Regions from separate parts of the Mus musculus genome. Here region 2 is linked to region 1. The links are chromatin contacts, called in public HiChIP or PLAC-seq maps. All regions are on one chromosome and are shown on one strand. The core of a region is the stretch at or near the end of the contact, and the rest is flanking DNA. Distances in the headings are between cores, read along the strand shown.

Evidence for each region. HiChIP or PLAC-seq counts read pairs in DNA pulled down with a chosen protein or histone mark.
Region 2: an H3K4me3 HiChIP or PLAC-seq map of embryonic stem cells shows a contact between it and region 1, with 14 read pairs. The contact joins the promoter of Tgfbrap1 here to the promoter of Pou3f3 in region 1. A contact is called at or near these places in 1 of 39 promoter capture datasets (pre-B cells), 4 of 484 Hi-C or Micro-C datasets (LSK cells, embryonic stem cells and pro-B cells), 6 of 115 datasets of contacts at active chromatin or transcription factors (bone marrow-derived macrophages, embryonic stem cells, large pre-B cells and 1 more) and 1 of 9 other capture datasets (embryonic stem cells).

What each region holds. Positions count from the first base shown.
Region 1 is chr1:42,693,467-42,698,330 of GRCm38.p6, forward strand. It overlaps Pou3f3 (POU domain, class 3, transcription factor 3), which reads left to right and starts at 2,302. Exons shown (of 1, transcript NM_008900.3): 1 at 2,302-4,864. The coding sequence starts at 3,680. It overlaps Pantr1 (POU domain, class 3, transcription factor 3 adjacent noncoding transcript 1), which reads right to left and starts at 1,359. Exons shown (of 4, transcript NR_027826.2): 1 at 1,281-1,359. The region is part of intron 1 of Gm46091 (predicted gene, 46091); the gene reads left to right.
Region 2 is chr1:43,090,326-43,095,189 of GRCm38.p6, forward strand. Tgfbrap1 (transforming growth factor, beta receptor associated protein 1) reads right to left here and starts at 2,161. Exons shown (of 12, transcript NM_001357299.1): 1 at 2,056-2,161. It overlaps 8430432A02Rik (a long non-coding RNA gene), which reads left to right and starts at 1,955. Exons shown (of 2, transcript XR_003947575.1): 1 at 1,955-1,960; 2 at 2,038-3,517.

The sequences.
Region 1 (4,864 bases), core at 1,052-3,551:
TGAGGCGCTATCCCGTTTCATCAGGCCACCTGAGACGGCTTTTGAAAGCGTGTACTGTGAAACTCATAGCAGTAATTTAGACAAAATCCTCACTGTATATTAATGAAAGGCGGCCCCATGGCTCTGTTCCTATCCTCCCCATTCAGTGTAAACAAAACCACGAGACTCTTTCGGTTTTTGAGCCGGATCCAAGCAAAATCGGCAGGAAAGGAAAACACGGGGTGCTGGCACCGACTATTCAAACGTCTGCACCTGGAGATCTCAGATTTATTCAATGAAATCTGTGTTCCATCTTTTATATATACATATACGCATATATAAATATAAAAAGGAACCTTTTGGAATGGAGGGGGGAATCCGTTCTGTTTTGGGGCTTTGGTTACTGCTGCCTTTTAGATCTGTTTCTACGATGGTATCTTTTCACCCCGGCAAGCAGGAGCTGGACCCGATCCTACATAAATGCCCCGCGTCTACGGTTAATCTCGAGATCACGCAGAGGCTGCGAGGCTGCTGCTGAGCTGGAGAGCTCCCTCTGTAACTGAGTTCACAGAAGTGAGCCCTCTAGAGAAATTATGCATCGGGGAGAAGGCAGGCCAGTTCTTTATATTCGGAGCACACCGACCGCCGGGTTACGTTCTCGGCTGCTGCTTGGACTAGAAACTGCAGATTGCGGTCCGGTGCCCTGCAGCTGAGGGTGCGGGGTGCAAGCACACGCACACTCATTAAGAGTCGTGTATTTATTGAATGTCCGAATTGGGTTAGTTCATTGGAAATCCCCAAGGAGGATTTAATTTGTCCTTGTTTTCGTTGCCACTTTCTCTTTTTTCTTGGTTCGCTGAGGTTCCTCTGTGCGGCGTTTCCGCTTGGCCGCGTCGTCCCCCCCCCCCCCAACACACACACACCACACCACCCCCTCTTCTCCCGCCTACCGGGCGCACTCCTCCTCCCGGGCCCCTTAACTCTTTCAGCTGGGTTGCGGCTGAGAAAGCACTTGTCGACAGCGGTCACAGCCACCTCGCAAAACCTGAGACCCAAAGAAAGAGGAAAATAAAGCGTCCCCATGCCCAAGAATAGCAAGCGAGTGAAAACCCCACCAATGAACACACTCACACGCGCGCACACACGCACGCACACACACACACACACACACACACACACACACGAGTCAGCGGTAAAGGGGACCGGGGTGGGGGGCGGGTGAGCAGCTAGCAGCCCTAGGCCCTCTAGGCGAGCTGAGGCAGACACTGCATTCTAAAGGCATTGGGATCGAATACACTTACGATGAATCTAGGGGGACGGTCGGGCTGATTGCCTTTCAAATACCTCGCGTGGCTTCGTTGACCGGCACCCTCCAAACTCACAAGGGCACGCACGATACTTGCAAGAATCCCAGAGGAGGGTGGGTGGGAGGGAGGAAAGGAGGGAGGGGGGGTTGGAGAGCGAGCAGCCGCAGCAAGCGGTCGGACTCGCACGCGCGGGCCCCGCGCTGGTACAGGGCTGCAGGTTTCCCAGATGATGGCATCCGAGAACTTAAACAAAGAGGGTCGCCGCCGGCGCGCCGCGGCTGCACAAAGTTGCAGTGGCGGATTTCCAAGAAGCTTGGCCACAGGAGCTCTGCGCGAGGCAAGCCTTCCTTTCCCACCTCCTGCAGGACAGAGATGGGGGCCCGCGCGTGAAGGGAAGAGGAAACTTTGAAACCAGTGGGGACACATCTGTCTATAGGTATTAGCTTGAACGTACATCCGCGGCGCGCGCTTTACAAATCTCTCGCGTGGGGTGGGGGTGCGACACAACGCAGTCTAGGTAGAATGGGTAGACTGCTATTTTTCAAGATTTTTTTCCCCTCTTCATTTTCCTCCTGGTCCCCCTTCTACCCGCCCCCTCCTTTTCTCTTCCATTTCTCTCCCAACCCCCCCAGACCAATCGCGAACACAGGGAGCCGCCAAGGGAACGCAGACGTTTGGGCTGGACACTAAGAGTTAAGATGTGGCGGAGGGGTGGAGCGAGGGGGGGGGACGACGAAGGGGGCGGAGGGGGAGGGGCGTGGAGGGGAAAGTGGCGCGGAGGAGGGAGGATGGGGCGGGGGGGGGGGGACAACAGATTTCCAGCTTCTACGACGCTCTGCCTAAATTAAAAAGCAACCAATCGGAACGGCCGGAAGGGGGGCCAGGCGTCCTAAGCCAGTCATTCCAGGCTTGCCAATCACCCAGCGGGTAGCCAATCAGCAGGGGCCCTGGTGCTCGACTTCCTTGTATTTGGGAAAGTGTGGTGGTGGGTGCGCGCTTGCGGCGGAGGGTAAACATTCGACAGTCCCTGCTCTGAGAGGGAGGGACGGAGAGCGAACTGTCAGATCCTAGCGGGAGCGGGCGCTCGAGAGAAGGAGAGAGGGAGAGAGAGAGTGAGAGAGAGAGGGAAAGTGAGACAGAGAGAAAGAGAGAGAATCCGGGCGCAGAGCTAGCTCCGGCTGCAACTCTGCCCCGGCACGCCTGCTCCCGCGCCCGCCGTCGGGTACTCTAGGAGCGGTACAACGTGCCCACAGGAGTTGGTTGTGTATCAAGGATTCCCTGTATGCACACACACATCTCCACCTCCACCAATGCACTCTTCTTCCTCCTCCTTCTCCAGACAACTGCCGGGGAAAAAATAAAACATCAACCCCAACCTTCAGCAACAAGGTAACAGAACAATTCGACATTTTTTTTTCCTGTTCAATTTTTGCCTTGTTATATTTGTTTCCTAATTTCTACCCAAAAGGAAAGATGTCGCACCAGACTGTGAGTGTCGCGAGGAACATGAAAAGGGACTCTTGTTTCAGAGACGTCCAAGAGCTCCGGCAATAACAACTTCAGAGAAATGCACCATCGCAAGAAGTTTTCCTAGGACAAAACAAAACTTGAAAGAAGCGAACCAGGGGGGCAGAACAGGAGCCAGCCGCCCCACTCCGCAGACGCGAGCCGCCAGCATCACCACGCCTGTAAGGACCGGAAAAGTTTTACTATAGTAAGGGGAAACAGTAAGATGTGTTGCTGAAGATCAGGGAAGACAGCGGACCAACTAGGAGCGGCCAGATTGCTGGCCACCCACAATTTGGCCAAGGAAGAAAGGAACCGCTTCGTCCTTTGTTGTCTCCCGTGAAACCTTCGCTTAGCAGGTGGACAGAGCCCTGTGCCGGGCCAGAGTCCGCACTCGTCCGAGGACAGGAGGAGCCGCGGAGCCCTTGCTCCCCGAGAGAGCGCCCGAAGTACGGGTCCCCGCCCCAGTGGGCGAGCCTCGCTGGAGCCAGCCGATCGCTCCCGGCCAGGGGGGAGACCACGACCCCCCCTGAAGGGGCTGGCCACGGAGCTCGCCCGGAGAAGCGATCCCCCCTCCCCAGGGCGCTGCTCCTGCTGCAGCGGCGGCTGCTGCTGACCGAGGCTAGCCGGCGACCCCCGCGCCCTGCCAAGCGGCCTTGCAGCTGCAGCCCCGGGCCGCGGCGGCGGCGGCGGGGGCGGAGGCGGCGGAGGAGGAGGCGGCGGAGAAGGCGGCGGGGCCGGCGGGGACCCGGGGCGGGGGAGGAGGAGCGGGGGGGGAGGAGGCGGGAGGCGGGGGGGGCGCGGCGGCGGCGGCGGCGGCTGCGGCCGCGGCTGCTGCTGCGGCGGCGGCGGTGGTGGCGGCGGTGGGGTGGCGGGAGCGGAGCGGCATGGCCACGGCGGCTTCTAACCCCTACCTGCCGGGGAACAGCCTGCTCACGGCCGGCTCCATTGTGCACTCGGACGCGGCCGGGGCGGGCGGCGGCGGAGGGGGCGGCGGCGGCGGCGGCGGCGGGGCGGGGGGCGGCGGCGGCGGCATGCAGCCGGGAAGCGCCGCCGTGACCTCGGGCGCCTACCGGGGGGACCCGTCCTCGGTCAAGATGGTCCAGAGCGACTTCATGCAGGGGGCCATGGCCGCCAGCAACGGCGGCCATATGCTGAGCCACGCGCACCAGTGGGTCACCGCCCTGCCCCACGCTGCCGCCGCTGCCGCCGCTGCTGCCGCCGCTGCCGTGGAAGCCAGCTCACCGTGGTCGGGCAGTGCGGTGGGCATGGCCGGCAGCCCCCAGCAGCCGCCACAGCCGCCGCCGCCGCCGCCTCAGGGCCCCGACGTGAAGGGAGGCGCTGGACGCGAAGACCTGCACGCCGGTACCGCGCTGCATCACCGCGGACCGCCGCACCTCGGGCCCCCGCCGCCGCCCCCTCACCAAGGACACCCTGGGGGCTGGGGGGCCGCAGCCGCCGCCGCCGCTGCCGCCGCAGCCGCCGCCGCTGCCGCTCACCTCCCGTCCATGGCGGGTGGCCAGCAGCCGCCGCCGCAGAGTCTGCTGTACTCGCAGCCCGGAGGCTTCACGGTGAACGGCATGCTGAGCGCGCCCCCGGGGCCCGGCGGTGGCGGCGGTGGAGCGGGCGGTGGAGCCCAGAGCCTGGTTCACCCCGGGCTAGTGCGCGGGGACACGCCCGAGTTGGCGGAGCATCATCACCACCATCACCACCACGCGCACCCGCACCCGCCGCACCCGCACCACGCGCAGGGACCCCCGCATCACGGCGGCGGCGGCGCGGGGCCAGGGCTCAACAGCCACGACCCTCACTCGGACGAGGACACGCCGACGTCTGACGACCTGGAGCAGTTCGCTAAGCAGTTCAAACAGCGGCGCATCAAGCTGGGTTTCACCCAGGCGGACGTGGGGCTGGCTCTGGGTACGCTCTATGGCAACGTGTTCTCGCAGACCACTATCTGCCGCTTCGAGGCCCTGCAGCTCAGTTTCAAGAACATGTGCAAGCTCAAGCCGCTACTGAACAAGTGGCTGGAGGAGGCTGACTCGAGCACTGGCAGTCCCACCAGCATTGAC
Region 2 (4,864 bases), core at 911-3,410, 400 kb after region 1:
CATGTATTGTTCTGAAAACCTTTCATGTGCACTTGTGCTGGGCCCCTACTCTCTTGGGCAAGATTAAGAAAACAAACAAACAAACAAACAAACAAAAACCAACCAGGGTCTCATGTAGCCCAGGCTCCCTTCTAACTTGCTATGTAGCTAAAGAAGACCTTGAATTTCACATCCCTTTGCTTCTCTTCCCAAGTGGAGGAATTATAGCCTCTACACCTGGCTTTATGCAGACTGGAGATACACCTGATGTCTTCAGTCATGCTAGGCTGGCAATCTGCCCACTGAGCTACATTCCCATGGCCCCCTGTTGCTTTTTAAAGAGCAAGCTCCAGGCCTTTTACAGTTCTACAGCTAGAAGAAGCTGCCAGTGGAGCACAGTACCAACCTTTGTCTCTAGACAGTTTAGGCCAAAGCTGAATTGGCCGTGCAGGCTGCAAAAGCTCTGTCCCCAACTTTAGGGCCAGAAGACTTCAACTCAGATATGACAGGAGGAAGGAGAGCAGAGAAAATAAGGCCAGGAGTTGTGCCGAGTCTTACCGATGAGCTGAACATGCACACCTTGCCATGCACAGTGAACTGAAATCCAGAATCCACAGCCTAACTCCACAGTAAGACCTCCATGGGGTCAACGGTGGCTCAGGTCACTGAACTATGAATTTTCAGAGTCGAAGAGTGGCCTTAACACTCTCATTTTTATTAGTGAACAATCACTTACTGTATTTCTGTTAAGTGTCAGGTCTTGAGATAGATGCTTCCCATGAATATTTTCTTATGAGAATCCACACACCTTTTGTAAAATTAGCCCTACTTGGTGAATAGGGCAGATGAGGCAGGGCCTCGAGTAACGTAGGCTGGTCTCAAATACGTAGTCATGGGTGGTCCTGAATTCCCTGTCCTTCTACCTCTATCTCCTAAATGCAGGTACATCCAGCTATTAGCCTTGTTTTGATCAGGAAAGTGGCATCCAAAGGTCACTGTTAGGAAATGACCAGAGTGGGATTTAAACTCACAGCCTCACCCTCATCACGGCCATGGAGTATGGGGAACCAAGGTCTGAGAAAGGCGTTGTGAGCTGGGTCTTGGGGATTCTGGTCAAGCACTGCCTTTTACTACACACCAGAGTGACAGTTGCTTGGTTAGCAGAAATGAGAGGAAAAAGAAAAGGAAGCAGCTGTCCAAATGTCTCTTCCTGGACCCTGGAGCTGTGAGTCCTCAGCTTTGCTGACCAAGAAAGAATCATGATCACCGGCGTGAGGGTGCAGCAGGCACCACACCAGCCACTCTCTGCCCAGCAATCTCCTGTTAGTAGCAGGTACGACCCCTCGCAGAGCAGCCTTGCCCTCCTCCCACACTCCTCCGTGTCTTCCCTTGCCACCACTTTAATATCAATGTTGCCTACTTGCCCTCCTGACCCAACTCGCCCTACCCGAAGCTCCTGAGTGCTCAATCGTATCTGCTCAGACTACAGGCCTCAACTAAAAAGCACTGTGTGAACTCCACTTCTGCATCCAAGTTGTATCCCCAAGAGCAGCGACCTGTCAGACTCAACCAACCACCCTTTGACAGAAGCAACACCAGGAGGCAACTTGGACAGCCCTCATAAAGGAAGGGAACCTCCTCGTCCCCGACCAACACTCCCCTATCTAATCTCCTAGTCTCTCAGTTCAGACCCAAGTCTGACCCCAATTTCAACTCCTAATCCACAGACCTCAGCAAACTTCAATTACATCACGCACCCCAACCCTTCCACCTGAAGGGTGGAGGCACACCGGCACGATCCTTCCCGATCCCTCTCCCCAAAAACTCAAGTTCAAGGACGAGGTCTCTCGGATTCTCCCCTTCCTTACACTGACACACCCCCAGACCACAGCGTACACAGTGACCCAGCACCGGTGACCACCCCTGGCTCCCCAAAGCCTGCACGCCGGCCCCCAGCGGCACACCTGGCCCAGTCATGCAGGCACCCGCCCGCTCCCGCTCCGCTGCACCTGCGCGGGCGCCCGTCAAAGCCGATCGCGCACCCGCCGCTCCAACAAGCCGCCCCTCGCTTCTCACCCGCGTAGCGCAGCCGTCCCGCGCCGCCCGCGGCCTGGGGCACCGCCGCCCGCTCCGGCCGCGGCTCCTGGGCTGCCGGCCCCGCCGCAGCCGCTTCCCGTCACGTGGGCCGCCGCCCGGCGCCGGCGGAGGGCGGGCGCTCGCCGGTGCCCAGGCCGCCGCGCGCCGCTGGGAGGCTCCGCGTCAGGGCCCGGGGGTCGGGAAGGCGGGCGAGCGCGCGCTGGCGAGTGCGCAGGCGGCGCAGACCGGGACCGCAGCCCTCGGGAGGGGAGCGTCTCCGCCGCCCGCCTGGGAAGCGCGAAGGAAGCGCCGCCTTGTCTTCTCGACCGTCCACTCCATGTTGGCTACTGCACAGCTGCGTTGGTCAGGTGGAAGCTCGGAGAAACGCCTCCCGGACCGACCAGTAGACGGACTCACAGCCGGGCCCCGACTTGCGGGCAGGGGATGCTTGCTGGACTTCAGTGTGCCAAAGGGGGTCGGGGGAACGGCCCTCCGGTTCCTAGGCCTACTGCTAGTCCTGGCAGAAGGAAAGCTAGTCCCGGAGGGGAGGTGCATATGTGCAGGCTATCCCTTCTGCGCTGGGAGTCCCAGGGCAGTTCCACTCACTTCTTTGAGGGCAGTCCATCAATGGCCACTCCCTTGTGTCAAGCCATAAAGAAGAATCCTAGAATCCTCCTTCCTTATAGAATCAAAACTCAAGTTTCCCGATGAAGAGTTAGGAAGCTCTTCCAGAGTCATCAGTGCTGCCAGTGCACAAAAAAGGCCAGGTTTCTTCAGTTATTCCCTTTGACTTGAGAAACTGCTAAAGAGGTGGCTTTAGGGTACCCTACCATCCCGGCCGCTGACCCTGTCCCCAGAGGTTGGATAAGAGATACTATTCTGTAGCTTTGTTTCAAAGGAGGAAGGCGTGTAGGGGTAGGGACCTAGAAAAGCCAGCTATGAAGGGGACCTCTTCTGATTATAGAACCCAAGTTCAGTTCTGTTTTCTACCTTGTCGTATCCTTACCAGGTACACACCTCAATTCCCGAATTTTACTGAGGCAAAAAGACGTAAATGACTTATCCTGAATCTTACACTAGTAAGTGTCAGAGCAAGAACTCGAAATGTGTTTGTAACATAAAATTAAGTCCTAATGATTAAATAGTTTATGGGACAACTTTTACATTCCACTCTAGATGATCCAGGAGTGGAGATAAATACTATCAAAAACGAGGTAAATCAAAAACAATTATTTTCTTTATAACGGGGCTTACCACAGAATTTTTAAAATAGCAAGCTCTATTGTTGAAATATCTGTTCTTGGGACATATTGATTCATCTACATCACAAATAACAGCCCCCTTTAGGTCATGCCTAGACTGTGAAACATGCTTGGGTATCTTCATAAGCTAACTAAATTCTTCACATTGTTTCTGTTGGATCCATTTAAAAACAAATATAGTGTCATGCTTTCCAAATGAATTTTTGAAAAGTTTTACTTTTATTGCATATGTGTGAGTGGTTTTTCTTCCTACGTGTATGTGTGTGCACCGTGTGCGTACAGGAGCACACAGGTCAGAAGAAGGCATCAGATCTGCAACTGGAGTGACAGATGGCTGGGAGCCAGGTGAGTGTTGAGAACCAAACTCAAGTCCTCTGCTGAGTCATCTCTATCTCCTCAAATGAATTTTAACCCATTTATTAATATCTGTTAAATAACTCCTGGGCCTGTATCAGACACTATAAGAATATCTTATAGGATGTGAAAAGATCTATTCTGATAGAAAACTAAAGAAAATGAAGTATTTCATAAATACAACTGTGTGCTTCAACAGTTGCCAAACACGTCCAAAACTTCCTCTGTCTTGTGTTATGTACCCCATTTCTATCAAGCTCACTGTTCAGCACACAGAAAGCCCTCAACCAGTTAAAAAAGTTGGGTGATTTAATGCACTAAAGTATCTTTATGTGACACTGAACAGTGATGCTGGGGTAGAGGGTGGGGGCCACTTCATGCTGAGGATGCCCTTTGTCATGCTAATATTCCCTTATTCTAACAGGTATGCCAGGCAGTGGTGGCGCACTCACAGAGTGAGTTCCAGGACAGCCAGGGTTACACAGAGAAACCCTGTCTCAAAACAAACAGACAGACAAACAAACAAACCCAACTTTGTGTAACTTTGCTTAACCTGGTCTTTAAAAGTGATGTCCTACATGTTAAGTGGCAGCTAATGCAGCTAATGTGTTTAAAATAGTCTTTTTTTTTTTTTTTTTTTTTTGGTTTTTCAAGACAGGGTTTCTCTGTGTAGCCCTGGCTGTCCTGGAACTCACTTCGTAGACCAGGCTGGCCTTGAACTCAGAAATCCAGCTGCCTCTGCCTCCCAAGTGCTGGGATTAAAGGCGTGCGCCACCACTGCCCAGCAAGTTTTATGCTTTAAAATTAAACATAGCTTATGATATTTTTAAGAGATTTTATTTGTATAATATTAGATCATTTAATACTACATATACACACATATTCATGTACTGATATCTTAGCTCTAGCACAATAACAATTTCAGTTATTATTCAAATCGCTGATTTCCTGAGCAGCTCCTTCATGCAAGTGCTGTGTCAGAGGCTAAGTCAGACTCTGTCTTAGAGAGTTTACTGATTTGAAAACCACTAAATTAGAGAGATAGATTTAAAAAATACCTAGTCAAATGACAAGGTTAAAAAGTAACATAGTGTGCTTTAGAGGTTTAGTGATAATGGAGCCCAGGTAGGAGGCGCCTAAGAATCATTCATACAAACCTAATAGTTCTTGCTGTGTGGCAGGGACTGTTCTGA